Linked DNA regions of Macaca mulatta: region 2 is linked to region 1. The links are chromatin contacts, called in public Hi-C maps. All regions are on one chromosome and are shown on one strand. Each heading gives the region's core, a stretch centred on a gene start, on an enhancer-like site or on the middle of the called end of the contact. The rest is flanking DNA. Distances are from core to core; before and after follow the strand shown.

What was found. Hi-C and Micro-C count contacts between places; a contact is called where the count stands out from the background.
Region 2: a Hi-C map of fetal cortex germinal zone shows a contact between it and region 1, with 2.3 times the contacts expected there. The contact joins the promoter of CTTNBP2NL here to the promoter of CAPZA1 in region 1. A contact is called at or near these places in 2 of 14 Hi-C or Micro-C datasets (fetal cortex germinal zone and fetal cortical plate).

Annotation. Positions count from the first base shown.
Region 1 is chr1:127,635,335-127,641,225 of T2T-MMU8v2.0, reverse strand. It overlaps CAPZA1 (capping actin protein of muscle Z-line subunit alpha 1), which reads left to right and starts at 3,516. Exons shown (of 10, transcript NM_001261214.1): 1 at 3,516-3,949. The coding sequence starts at 3,911. ST7L (suppression of tumorigenicity 7 like) reads right to left here and starts at 4,340. Exons shown (of 15, transcript XM_015148385.3): 1 at 3,976-4,340; 2 at 594-676.
Region 2 is chr1:127,871,362-127,877,252 of T2T-MMU8v2.0, reverse strand. It overlaps CTTNBP2NL (CTTNBP2 N-terminal like), which reads left to right and starts at 2,808. Exons shown (of 6, transcript NM_001257547.1): 1 at 2,808-2,852.

The DNA.
Region 1 (5,891 bases), core at 2,267-4,766:
TACCAACTTGGGCTCTGCAGGCATTTAATTTCCAGTACACCCCAAGCCCTCCCTGACTACAGTTTACAATAAGCCTTTAATATGTAAATAAGTACTGTCAATCTCTAAAAGTAGATTGGGAGATGCAGTGTTCCCCAAACTTGTTTGAATAGGTAATCTTTTCAAATGCTGAATACATTTTAGAAATGCTGATCCATAGGTAATAATAATTTATAAATATTATAACCATATAAAGGATCTTTAGGCCAGGGTGGTGCCTGATGCCTGTAATCCCAGCACTTTCAGAGGCCAAGTCAGGCGGATCACCTGAGGTCAGGAGTTCGAGACCAGCCTGACCAATGTGGTGAAACACTGTCTCTACTAAAAATACAAAAATTATCTGAGCATGGTAGCCGGCACCTGTAATCCCAGCTACTCGGGAGGCTGAGACAGGAGAATTAGTTGAACCTGGGAGGTGGAGGTTGCATGAGCCAAGATCATGCCACTGTACTCTAGCCTGGGCGACGGAGCAAGACTCTGTCTCAAAAAAGGAAAAAAAAAAAAATCTTTAGATAAATACCAAAACATGAAGGAAGGAAATGGAAACTACTTACAAATATTAGTCCTGATATCAATGAAGATGTCCCTGTAAGTGCCACATAGAATTTGGGTGTCAATGAATTTAAAAATACAGTCACTGTCAAAAGAACAAGAATCAAAGTTTTAAAAAATGCAAATTTAATGTACTTAGGTTACAAATATGCGAGTATCTTTATGAGTGATGGGACTTAAGTCGTATTAATATCTAGTGTGAAATTCACTTGAAAAAGTTTTAATTTGTATACATAATATAAATAATGGCTTATAACTATTTGCAACAAATCAAAATGAGGTAATTCAGCTTGCTTTAAAGAATAAAACTAAAGCACTTATAAGTCATAATTTAGACAAGAACGTTTGCAAGTCTGTAAGAATAAGAAGATAAACAAACATGCTTTTACAAAGGAGGTTCAAAACGACTCCATAATTATTTTGGTAGGATACAAAACCACTGTCTCAAATTAGAGGGAAGGAAACAGTGTATGTATTTGGCATATCAGCTAGAGAGGCAAAATGGCTCAAAGAGAAAAGCAACAAACAGAAATCTCCCTGACTTACTGAAATCCTGGAGCAGATTGTTCACTTCAAATAATTATCTCATAAGTACGGTGGGTTTTAGAAAGAAATAAAAATCTGGCCAGGTAGGATGGCTCACTCCCATAATCTTATAGTTTTGGGAAGCTAAGGCAGGAGGATCGCTGGTAGCCAGGAGTTCAAGACCAGCCTAGGCAAATAAAATAGACCCAGTCTCTATGCAAAATTTAAAACTCAGCTGGTCATGGTGGTGCACGCCTGTAGTTCCAGCTACTTGGAAGGCTGAGGCCAGAAGATCGCTTGAGCAAAAGAGTTCAAGGCTGCAGTGATCTTGCCACTGCACTCCAGCGTGGGTGACAGAGGGAGACTCTGTCTCACAAAAAATAAAAAAGAAAAAGTAAAAAAGCAAAATCTATAGTAATCAACTATTCTCATCTAAATGTATATGGTTAACATGTAGAAAAATAAATGACAAGTCGGCCGGGCGTGGTGGCTCACGCCTGTAATCCCACCACATTGGGAGGCCGAGGCAGGCGGATCACGAGGTCAGGAGATGGAGACCATTCTGGCTAACACGGTGAAACCCCATCTCTACTAAAAACACACACACACACAAATCAGCCAGGCGAGGTGGCGGCCGCCTGTAATCCCAGCTACTTGAGAGGCTGAGGCAGGAGAATGGCATGAACCCGGGAAGCGGACCTTGCAGTGAGCCGAGATCGCACCACTGCACTCCAGTCTGGGCGACAGAGCGAGACTCCGTCTCAAAAATAAATAAATAAATAAATAAATGACAAGTCAATCAGTAACACTGTGCATAGAAACCGCCGTTAAGCACTTCATTCACCTGTTACAGAGATGCCAACTTAGCTCTTCAGTTTAGCTTATTTTAGTGTGCTAGTTATATTTGAACTTGATACCTTACCCTCCAAAAAAGCCAAAATATTTCCGAACTTTACCTCACAGTCTTTCATGTTATCTCTGAACAGGAAAGGGGACATTCGCTACCTTCTGCTACAGAAAAATCAACCACTGTACTGAATCATATAACAGAAATACTTCTATCTTGTTCTGAGGTTGCTGCTCAGAGCTTGAGTGAAATATAATCACATGCTAAGGGGATCTGGGCCCTAAACACTTTATCCCGTCTACAACTAAAGAATAGTACAGTATATGAGAATCCATCAGGATCATCACTTCTTACATGTGTTAGTATTTTCAGCACAGACTACATAGCAAGTGTTCTACAGATGTCGAAAGAACTAGCAAACCGACAGTTGTTTGTGGCGCTCTCTCACTTCCTGTACTACATTACTCAAGATAAGCCTAAAAGAACAGACAAAAATATCACGACAACTATTTCTTAACAGAACTATTTTAAAACAAGAGAATCGTCAATTAAAATCATGCCATTTTCTTTCTCTGAAATCTTTAAATTACAGATGTGCTCATCTTTGTTGCCTGGATATGAGTTCTCTCAGCTGGGCGGCGAGACACTCAAAGCAGTGACTTTATGGGATCCTACCAGAGGCGGGGGAGCCAATATAAATTACGTATCCTAATCTGAGAATGCACCCTTCTGTCCTAATACCTGAAGCTTATAGCTTGTCAGGTGGCTTTTCCACGGAAAAACGAGGACATAAGAGAAAGGACGGACCTTAAGAGTTCTAGGGAGGAGCCGGTAGAGGCAGCAGGCTTGACAATCAACTGCAAGGTTGCAGTCCAAAAGAAAAAGAACCCACTTGATCGCTCATCATCGACTCCTCAGAGGCCCTCTAGGACTACCGAGAATCTCTTGCCCTTTGGCTCTTGCCCCCGACATCTCTCCTGGCCCCCCGCCCTGCCCCAGGAGGTCTGGTCCTCTCACCCGCTGCCAAATTCTCACACAGCCTCAAAGGGATCCTCAGAGCGTAAAGCAGCCCCAGCCCCGCCACTAACCACACCGAGACCCCAGTCCCCGCCAGCCCGGCTCGCAGTCGCTCCCTCCAGCCCAACGTCGGGTTTAGGCCGGGGACAGGTGCAGGAGACGCTCTAGCAGCCGCGGCTTCACCCGAGCCGCCACCGTCCGCCATCTTGCCGCTATCGCAGGAGCCAGGAGCTGGGAGGGGAGAAGGACAGGAAACCGGGAGTCGGGAATCCTGGGATAGTGGCGGACCTGAAGTTGGCCTCTCTGAAGGCTGAGTCCTGGGGAACCGGGACCGAGAAGATTTCGAAGGTGGAGGAGCGTGTCTCAAGATTGAGGATACCTATTCCTTTGTGGGGCAGGGAAGGGGCGGACAGCAGCGCCTGTTCTGGAGGAACTGGACTAAGATGTGACCCCAAAGTGAAGTATTACCGCTTCCAAACGAAATGAGGGTCACCTTTCACACCCCCGCCCCCCGGGGTTGGAAAAGCCACCGATCGTTCCAGCGGCCGAGCAGCTCTTAGAGCTTTGGATTCGGCTGTCGTGGAGATAACGGGTACCAGAAAAACTGCAAGAGCGACTTGGTCGGATGGAGGCCAGGAGCCAAGAATAATCGAAACACGCTGCCAGCACCCATTAGATGGATGGGAAATGAGTGTAACTCATTGGGAAAGATATTAGACTTTAAATCACCGAAGGCAAAGCCTACTTCCTGGGGCGCGGGCGCGGGCGCTGGCACTAGTAGACGTCACTCCCGCGCATAACTGACATGGCGCCCTCTTGGTCGGCGTTTCCGGGCGGGTCCTTCCGACGGCCCCCGCGGTGATTCCATCACTCGGCTTTCTTCCCGGCCTGCCTAGCGCCCACACCCGGGCTGGGCCAGAACAGCCCAAGATGGCCGACTTCGATGATCGTGTGTCGGATGAGGAGAAGGTAAGGGGTCCGCCTCTCTCTCTTACCTCCTCCCCCGACAGGGAACTGGGGCTCGGCCCGGCTGCGTTGGGAGCCTCGCAGTGTCCCCAGGAAAAAGAAGCTTCTTTGTCAATGCTGACATACGCTCTCCGCAGTCGGGACGCTTCCCTCTTACGGGGCTTTCCTCTGCCTCACGGTGGCCCCAGTTCCTCGTTCCTCGACTCTCCTTTTCTCTCAGGCCTGAGGCACAGCCCAGGGGCCTCCCTGCGAGGGAACAGACGTTTCCTTTATTAGATCGTGACTGTGGACTTTTTTCCTGTAATTTTGAGAGTGGGTGGTGGTTATGTTGCTACATATCAAAAAGCAGTTATTTTACCGCCTTTAGCAGTTGGTGCTAACCCCCATCCCCCCATTTGTAGATATAATTGGGGTTAGTTTAGGGCGAGTCACTTCCTGGTCAGGATGGCCTCTTCCTTTTTGCTCCTCCTTCCTCAGGAAGTGATTTTGCTGTCACGACTCCTCGACAAGGAGAGGTCCCAAATGTTGTCCACCTCACTACACATGCAGTACTTTTCTCAAGTACTGTCGCCTGTCTGATTCGCTATAATAAATCTGTGAGCCTCAGGGCATGTGCTTCACAATTTGAGCACTAGACTTTCCCTGTAGACACACCCTTTTAACGATAATTTTTGAAAATTTTGTTTCTTGTTAACAAATGTAGAATAGCTGATGGATTTTCTTAACCTCAAGAAAGATTTTCTGTAACAGATAATAAACTGCATGTTAACACGTTCAAGACTTGACAAAGCGTCCTGCCTTCTCTGGTGCTCCACTGTGGAGTCTTTGATTAGCTGAATTTGTCAGTGTGCAGTTTGTATACTTATTTCTTGAAAAGCGTTTTAAATACAAGAGCACATTCTAAGGTGGAATAACTTTTCTTCTGACATTTGCACAGTTTCATAACAGTTTTGTCAGGCTTTTCAGTAAGTACATGATTTTAGGGCACGTGGAACTTAGAATGACCTCACGAGACAACTTACTTACAAGAATTATGACATTTGTCTCCTGCTGTGGCTATTGGAAAATGTGTCCCCTTGAGTGCTCTGTAAATCTACCAGGGTGTTTTTTTAAATAAGAAGTTGGGATGGGGAGGGGACTGTTATGATCCATAAGTCCTCTGCACCGAATAACTTGATACATCATACCTACATATGGCATGCCATTTTGAAATGCTTAACAAGCCATTGAACAACAGCATTAGATTTTCTCTTATTTGGAAACTGATCTTCATACATAAGATTTAGGACAAAAACAAAGACATATATGAGCTTATGCTGGAAATCAATCTATAATAAATTGTTCTAAGGCAAATAGTTACTATTCAAATAAAATTAAGCAAAAATCCTGTTATAATACAAATCCTGTTACAACTAAACAAATTTTTTTTTTTTTTTTTTTGAAACGGAGTCTCGCTGGGCTCACTGCAACTTCCGCCTCCCGAGTTCAAATGATTCTCCTGCCTCAGCTTCCCAAGTAGCTGGGATTACAGGCACCCGCCAACACGTCAAGCTAATTTTTGTATTTCTTGTAGAGACTGAATTTCGTCTTGTTGCCCAGGCAGGTCTCAAACTCTTGGGCTCAAGTCCATCCGCCTCCGCCACTTAAGTGCTGGGTTTACAGGCGTAAGCCACCGCGCCCGGTCAAAATTCCACAAATAATTTAAATAATAAACTTTTAAGTTTATTGTGCCTACGTGATACACATTGACCAGTGTTGTTGGATTTTTGTCTTCGATACCAGGTTAGAATGCCTTTAATTAAACTTGGGAAAGTATATTTTTTAAAATGCCAATTAAGATGTCTTTAAATACTGGCAGTGTTTTAATAACATTAACGTGTTGGGTTTTTTTTGTTTTGTTTTGTTTTGAGTTGGAGTTTCGCTCTGTCACCCCGGGTGATGTGCA
Region 2 (5,891 bases), core at 1,559-4,058, 240 kb before region 1:
AATTTTTAAGCACTTTAAGTTGTTGCCTGACACACAATAGGTATTTAATAAATATTTTACTGTCCAGTTGATAAAATGATAGACATTAAAATGTTATATTTTGTTATACAAATCTAAGATATTGTTATGAACCATTTTTTACCTCTGCATACACCTATGCACCAGACTCTAAATTTATTTACAAGGTTTGTATATTGAAGAATCCCAAGGCTCCATAACTCTCTCACTGCTACCGTCTCAAAGATACACGAGGTTCACAAGTCCTGCCTGTTCCCTACTTCTAGGGGTGAACAATTAAAAGGAAAGCAATCTGAACAGCCTTAGGACTCTGAATCCTACAAGGGTTGTTTTCATTTTTGCTGAGTCCATCTACACTCATTTAGGAACACGCAGAAGGGAAGCTAGGAAATCAGGGGAGCTGCCCATTGCTCTAAAGGAAGTAGGTCACAGGGCACTGCTCCCACCCACTCAGCCAGGGAAAAGAATGGGTGGTGGTGGGTTAACAGTTACAAAGGGAATGAGGGAAACTAGGGAGGACCTGCCGGGCATGGTGGCTCATGCCTGTAATCCCAGCCATTTTGGGAGGCCAAAGCGGGTGGATCACCTGAGGTCAGGAGTTCGAGATCAGCCTGGCCAACATGGCAAAACCCCATCTCTACTAAAAATACAAAAATTAGCGGGGCACAGTGACAGGTGCCTGTAATCCCAGCTTCTCGGGAGGCAGGAGGCGGAGGTTGTAGTGAGAGATTGCGCCATTGCACTCCAGTCTGCGAAAAGAAGCGAGACTCTGTCTCGAAAAAAAAACAAAAAACAAAAAACAAGGGAGGAGCTGATTCACTAGAACAACTCTTAGAGTGACTCAGAAGCTAGCAGAAAATAGCCTGTTCTCCCACATCTGCTTCATTGTCAGGCGATGAGGCACTTCCTCATTGCATACCCATAGGCAGAGCAAAGGGGAGGAGGAGGAAATGGGATTTTTCAAGTTCCTTTGCCTGTTCCAGCACCTAACACTCCATATTTGTAATCATTTCAGACATTTTATTTCCAGTCAGTATTTATTGAGTACCTACTCTGTGCCGGGCCCTTCATCTTACCTTTCAGATTGTCAGTGTTCAGAACACAAGGCATGATGCCTTTCTGAAGTTCGGTATATCCTACATCATTACACCAGATTCACTTATGCTGCTATTGAGCACCTCCACACATAGTCTTGCTGTCCTTCATGTATAGAGATGACCCTCCCAAGCCTAAAATCAACAGGGGGAGGCATGGAGCTTTCCTTCTGGCTCTAATGTTTGCTTTACAATCATCCACACCCATTTTTAGTCCACCATGTGAGAGCCAGTGTGAAGTGAGCAGAATATGGCATAAGTTTGGAGTCATACATCCTTACTGGAAATTATTTACTATTTACTAGCTCTATGACTTTATTTGACTTCTCTGAATCTCTATCTTCTCATCTGTAAATTGGACACAATGGTGTCTATCCTACACTGTAGGACAGATTTCTCATACAGTACTGAAGATGACATCAAATACCATTTAAATGAAAGTACATGGCACAGTGATAACATGATAAATACTCGTTTACTTCTTTCAGACTATAATCGCACAGACTGATCACATCCCTCGGTCAGACTGTAAACTGCATGGGGCAGGCGGCATCTGCCTTGAGGACTGTTTGCCTAGGCAAGTACTAGGTCCCTAATGCTGTCTTGCGAATTATAATTGCTAAGTTTAGGGATAATGTATTAAGTGTACTACATTATTTGTGCATTATAAATATTCGTCTCAAATATTTACTATATTGTATTTAAAATAATGTGGTTATCGTAAATGTAACCAGCTGAATCAATCTGTGAGCTGACAGCCATTCTGTGGAAATGGAATTCAGAAACTTTGACTTCAGGTAGGGATACAACTAGTTATACATCCACTCCCCTTTCTGAGTTACTCGGTCCTGCCTAAGACTTGCTGCCACCAAGATCTGCATTCCTGTGTTCACAAGGCAGACATTCCTTGCATCCTCTGTACTCTCCATTGTTTAACTTCACGGCAAACACCATTCCCCGCAATATAATGAGGCCAAGGACAGAAAAAAGTCGCCTCAGCTGGCAAGCATAGTGTGGAAAAACCTGCCACACAAATTTGCAATTATTCGACTTCTGCCTGGAAAGCAGGTCGGCTGGATTTATGTCCCCCAAAATTAGTATTCTCTTCTGTACAAACTGTGGTTGAGAGAAGGGTGATCTCCAGGTGTTTCATCTTTGCACCCTTGCTTGCAGCACCACGCCCACAGTCGCGTCCAGAAAAAAGAAAAAAAGGGGGGAGCAAGGAAGCCAGGTTTTCAACAACTAATTCATTCTAATGCAGACATCAAAGCCCACTTCATTTATTAACATTCTGGAAAAAATCCCAATCGATCAGGCCACCAGAGCCCTCCTTTCCTAAACTCCCCGTACAGTCAGGGAAAAGCACTAAGCACTAGCCACGGTCCTGCCCAGAAACCACGCAGAGGTGGAAAGTTGCAGACCAAGGGCCGGGAGGGGCACGAGCCCATCCTGAAGCCCGGGACCGAGGACGGCGCTTCCTCCCGGAAGTGACGCGAGCTCAATCCCAGCCTTGCTCTTCCCAAACAAAAGGGATCTTGGGGCCCCGGGAGGAGCCTGAATGACATTGGAGAAGCTCCGCCTCCAGCCGGCGCGGATTGGGGACAATGCTGGAGAAGCAAGGAGGCGATTGGCGCTGGTGAATGCCAATGCCCCCGCCGGGCGGCTGAGGGGGCGGGGCCTCTGCCGCTGTGGATGGGGAGTAGAGGCGGAGGGGAGCGGAGCCCGGTGCGTCGTGGAAAGGTAGGAACCACACTCCCTGGGGCTTGATGATGGCTGAGAGGCCGGGTTCTCAAGAGCAAAGCAAGTATAGGGGCACCGGTAGCTTCCCGCCGCTGTCCTAACGGCCTCTGGGCCCATCCCCTGAGGGGGCGGGGCCATCTCCTCCACCTCCCGGTATTCCCCGAGGAGGCGGCTCCTCATCCTTTGAGGGTCCTCACAGCTACTTTTTGTCCCTCGTCGATTCCCAGCTCCTCAGAAGGGGCTTCCCTCTGATACCCCTCATTCAAAGGCTCTTCCCACCCCGCACCTCAGCCTTGGAGGAGAGGACTCACAGGTACCGTACCGATTCTCTAGGCTGCCGCCCCCAACCCCGTTTTGCACCCCCGGAAGGCCAGACATCCCTCCCTACACCTGTCTCTGCTCTCCAGGGTGGGACTGGAGCTGCTTTCCTCCGTAAGATAAAATTAGTGTTTCCCAAAAAAGAGGGATGGGGCGAAGCAAAAATCAAAGACCGACCTAGACAGCCAGCTTTACCGAGGAAACGGCTTCTCCCACTTAAGTTCTTCCCATCCCCCATTCTCTGATGCTCAGTCTTCCTCCCGCCGCCCCTCACATCCTCTGGCCTCTTGTGAGGAGTCGAGAGCTCTCCTGTTTTGGGACTTCTTTGGACTCTGAAAGAGGGAGAACTAGGACCTCCTCTCCCTCGCCCTTTGTACCTTTCTTCTACTTTCTGTTCCTTCTGGGAGAACCCAGCCTCTAAGGGTTTCTTAGGTTTGAATTGCGTTTCATTTTTCCTTTTCCACCCTATTTCTTCTCTGAGAACTTGATGAAAAGCCATGTTATATTTCACAGTGAGGTGGGTGTGTTGGATATCTGCAGAGTTGGCTTTGTGTGGGCAGGAATGCAGTGTATGTTGCTTGACAGTCAATGAATAACACCATGTTTTCAAATGAAACAGTATACATAAGTAAATAAATAGCAGTGGATTAGGAATGAGTATATCCCAGTCTAGGATGGGCTGGTCCATTGCTCAGGGAGACTGCAGTTAACCTTGAAGGTATACTGCAGTTTGAAACAAAAGGCAGGAAGTGTTTGAAGAAAATTCAGGGTCAGTCATCTAGGCTTATGATTAATCTAGTCCTGTGTCCTTTGGTTACTCTCTAACCCCTTTTTTATAGTGTCTCCCCCGCCCCCAGGAAACATTCATGTATATTTTGATTGGTTTTACGATCATCTATCAAAATTTAGACGATGAAAAGTAATTTTTTAATCTCAGAGATCAAAGTAAATAAAGGCAAGGTGTTCTAGCTATTCATGTTTACCAAAAAGTGCCTCTAGTGTGCTCCTAAAGGTTTTGTCAAGTGGCCTTCATTTCAGCAGGTGCAAAGTGTTGATTTTGACCTCAAGTTAATGTCGTTGAATCCCCAGTAATCATCTATCGCTAGCACTTTTATATATTAAAATTTACCATATTTTTAGCATAGTTTTTTTTTTGCTTTCAATCTCAAGTCCACCTCCCCGCTGTCAACTATAGCCAAAGCTGATGGCAATGAAGTTCAAGGAGTTGGAATCACAGAGGGTGATTGTAATGACTGTTGTCTTTTACCTTCTTGATTAGACTTCCTGAGGGTAATTATTTTTGAATAGTTAGAATTGAAGGTTTCAGAGTGCTCACAGATCTTCTTAGTGAGCGTTTCCAAATCTCCAATAAGAAAGCACAAAGAAGAAACTGGAGGGTGTCTCTAGCAAACACAATGTGTGCTGCAATAGAAGGGTAAAACATGGGCTCCCTGCAATAACAGCAGAAAAAGCTAAAAGTAGAACAGAAAATCCCAAAAAGATAAGTTGTATTACATCAGCAGAGAACAGAAAATAAACTAAGGTAAGAGACTAAGCAAACCAAAGTTGTGGTGATTGCTGAGCTTTAATAGGAAAAAGCAAATAATGTTCTTTTATTATTTAGCACAGTAAGCAAGATCTGTTTGTTACACTTTTGGGTCTTGAAAATCTTTCCTTTAACCTTTTCAACACCTGTTTGGTCATGCCAGATGAAGAAAAGCGTACTATGCAGGGGATATATGTCTGATCTCTCTCCTTGAATTATAAATTCTTTGAGGGCAGATAGTAGTATTTTTTGTTTTTCGTCTTTGTCTCTTTCACAGTTCCTGGTATATAGTATGACTTAATGAGTGTTTGTTTAACTTAGTTTGAAGCTGTCACCTTAGGGTAGACTGAAAGGCAATGCACTGATTAGATGTGGCACAACTTGTTAGTATAAACCGTCTACTTGTTGTCTTCATTTAACTTGATTTTCCCCATCTGCTGTCTTATGAAATTCCAGTGTCTTAAGTGACTAAAATTTTGAATTTCTTATAAAGAAATATCTGTGAGGCAGGATGTGGTGGCTCATCCCTGTAATCCTAGCTACTTGGGAGGCTGAGGCAGGAGGATTGCTTGAGCCCGGGTGTTTGAGGTTACAGTGAGCTATGATCATGCCACTGCACTCTCCAGCCTGGGCAGCAGAAAGAGACCCTGTCTCTTAAAAAAAAAAAACAGTTAAAAAAAAAAAAAAAATATATATATATATATATATATATATATATATATATATATATATATATAAAATCTACTGGTTAGAAAATACTATTTTTACTGTCATGAAATTTGCACCAGACTTAAGAACATAATGAGTGCTAATCATTTCAGGATTTTATTGTTTTAAATATCTGACCCGATAGGAATGAAGTGAATTTAGAAGAGCTCACTAGGGACTGATTGTTTACTGATTTTTGCTCAAGAATAGTTTCTGAGGCCAGGCTCCGTGGCTCACACCTGTAATCCCAGCACTTTGGGAAGCCGAGGCGGGTGGATCACGAGGTCAGGAGTTCGAGACCAGCCTGGCCAACATGATGAAACCACATCTCTACCAAAAATGTAAAAAATTAGCTGGGTGTGGTGACATGTACCTGCAATCCTAGCTACTCGGGAGGCTGAGGCAGGAGAATTGCTTGAACCCGGGAGACAGAGTTTGCAGTGAGCTAAGATTGCATCACTGCACTC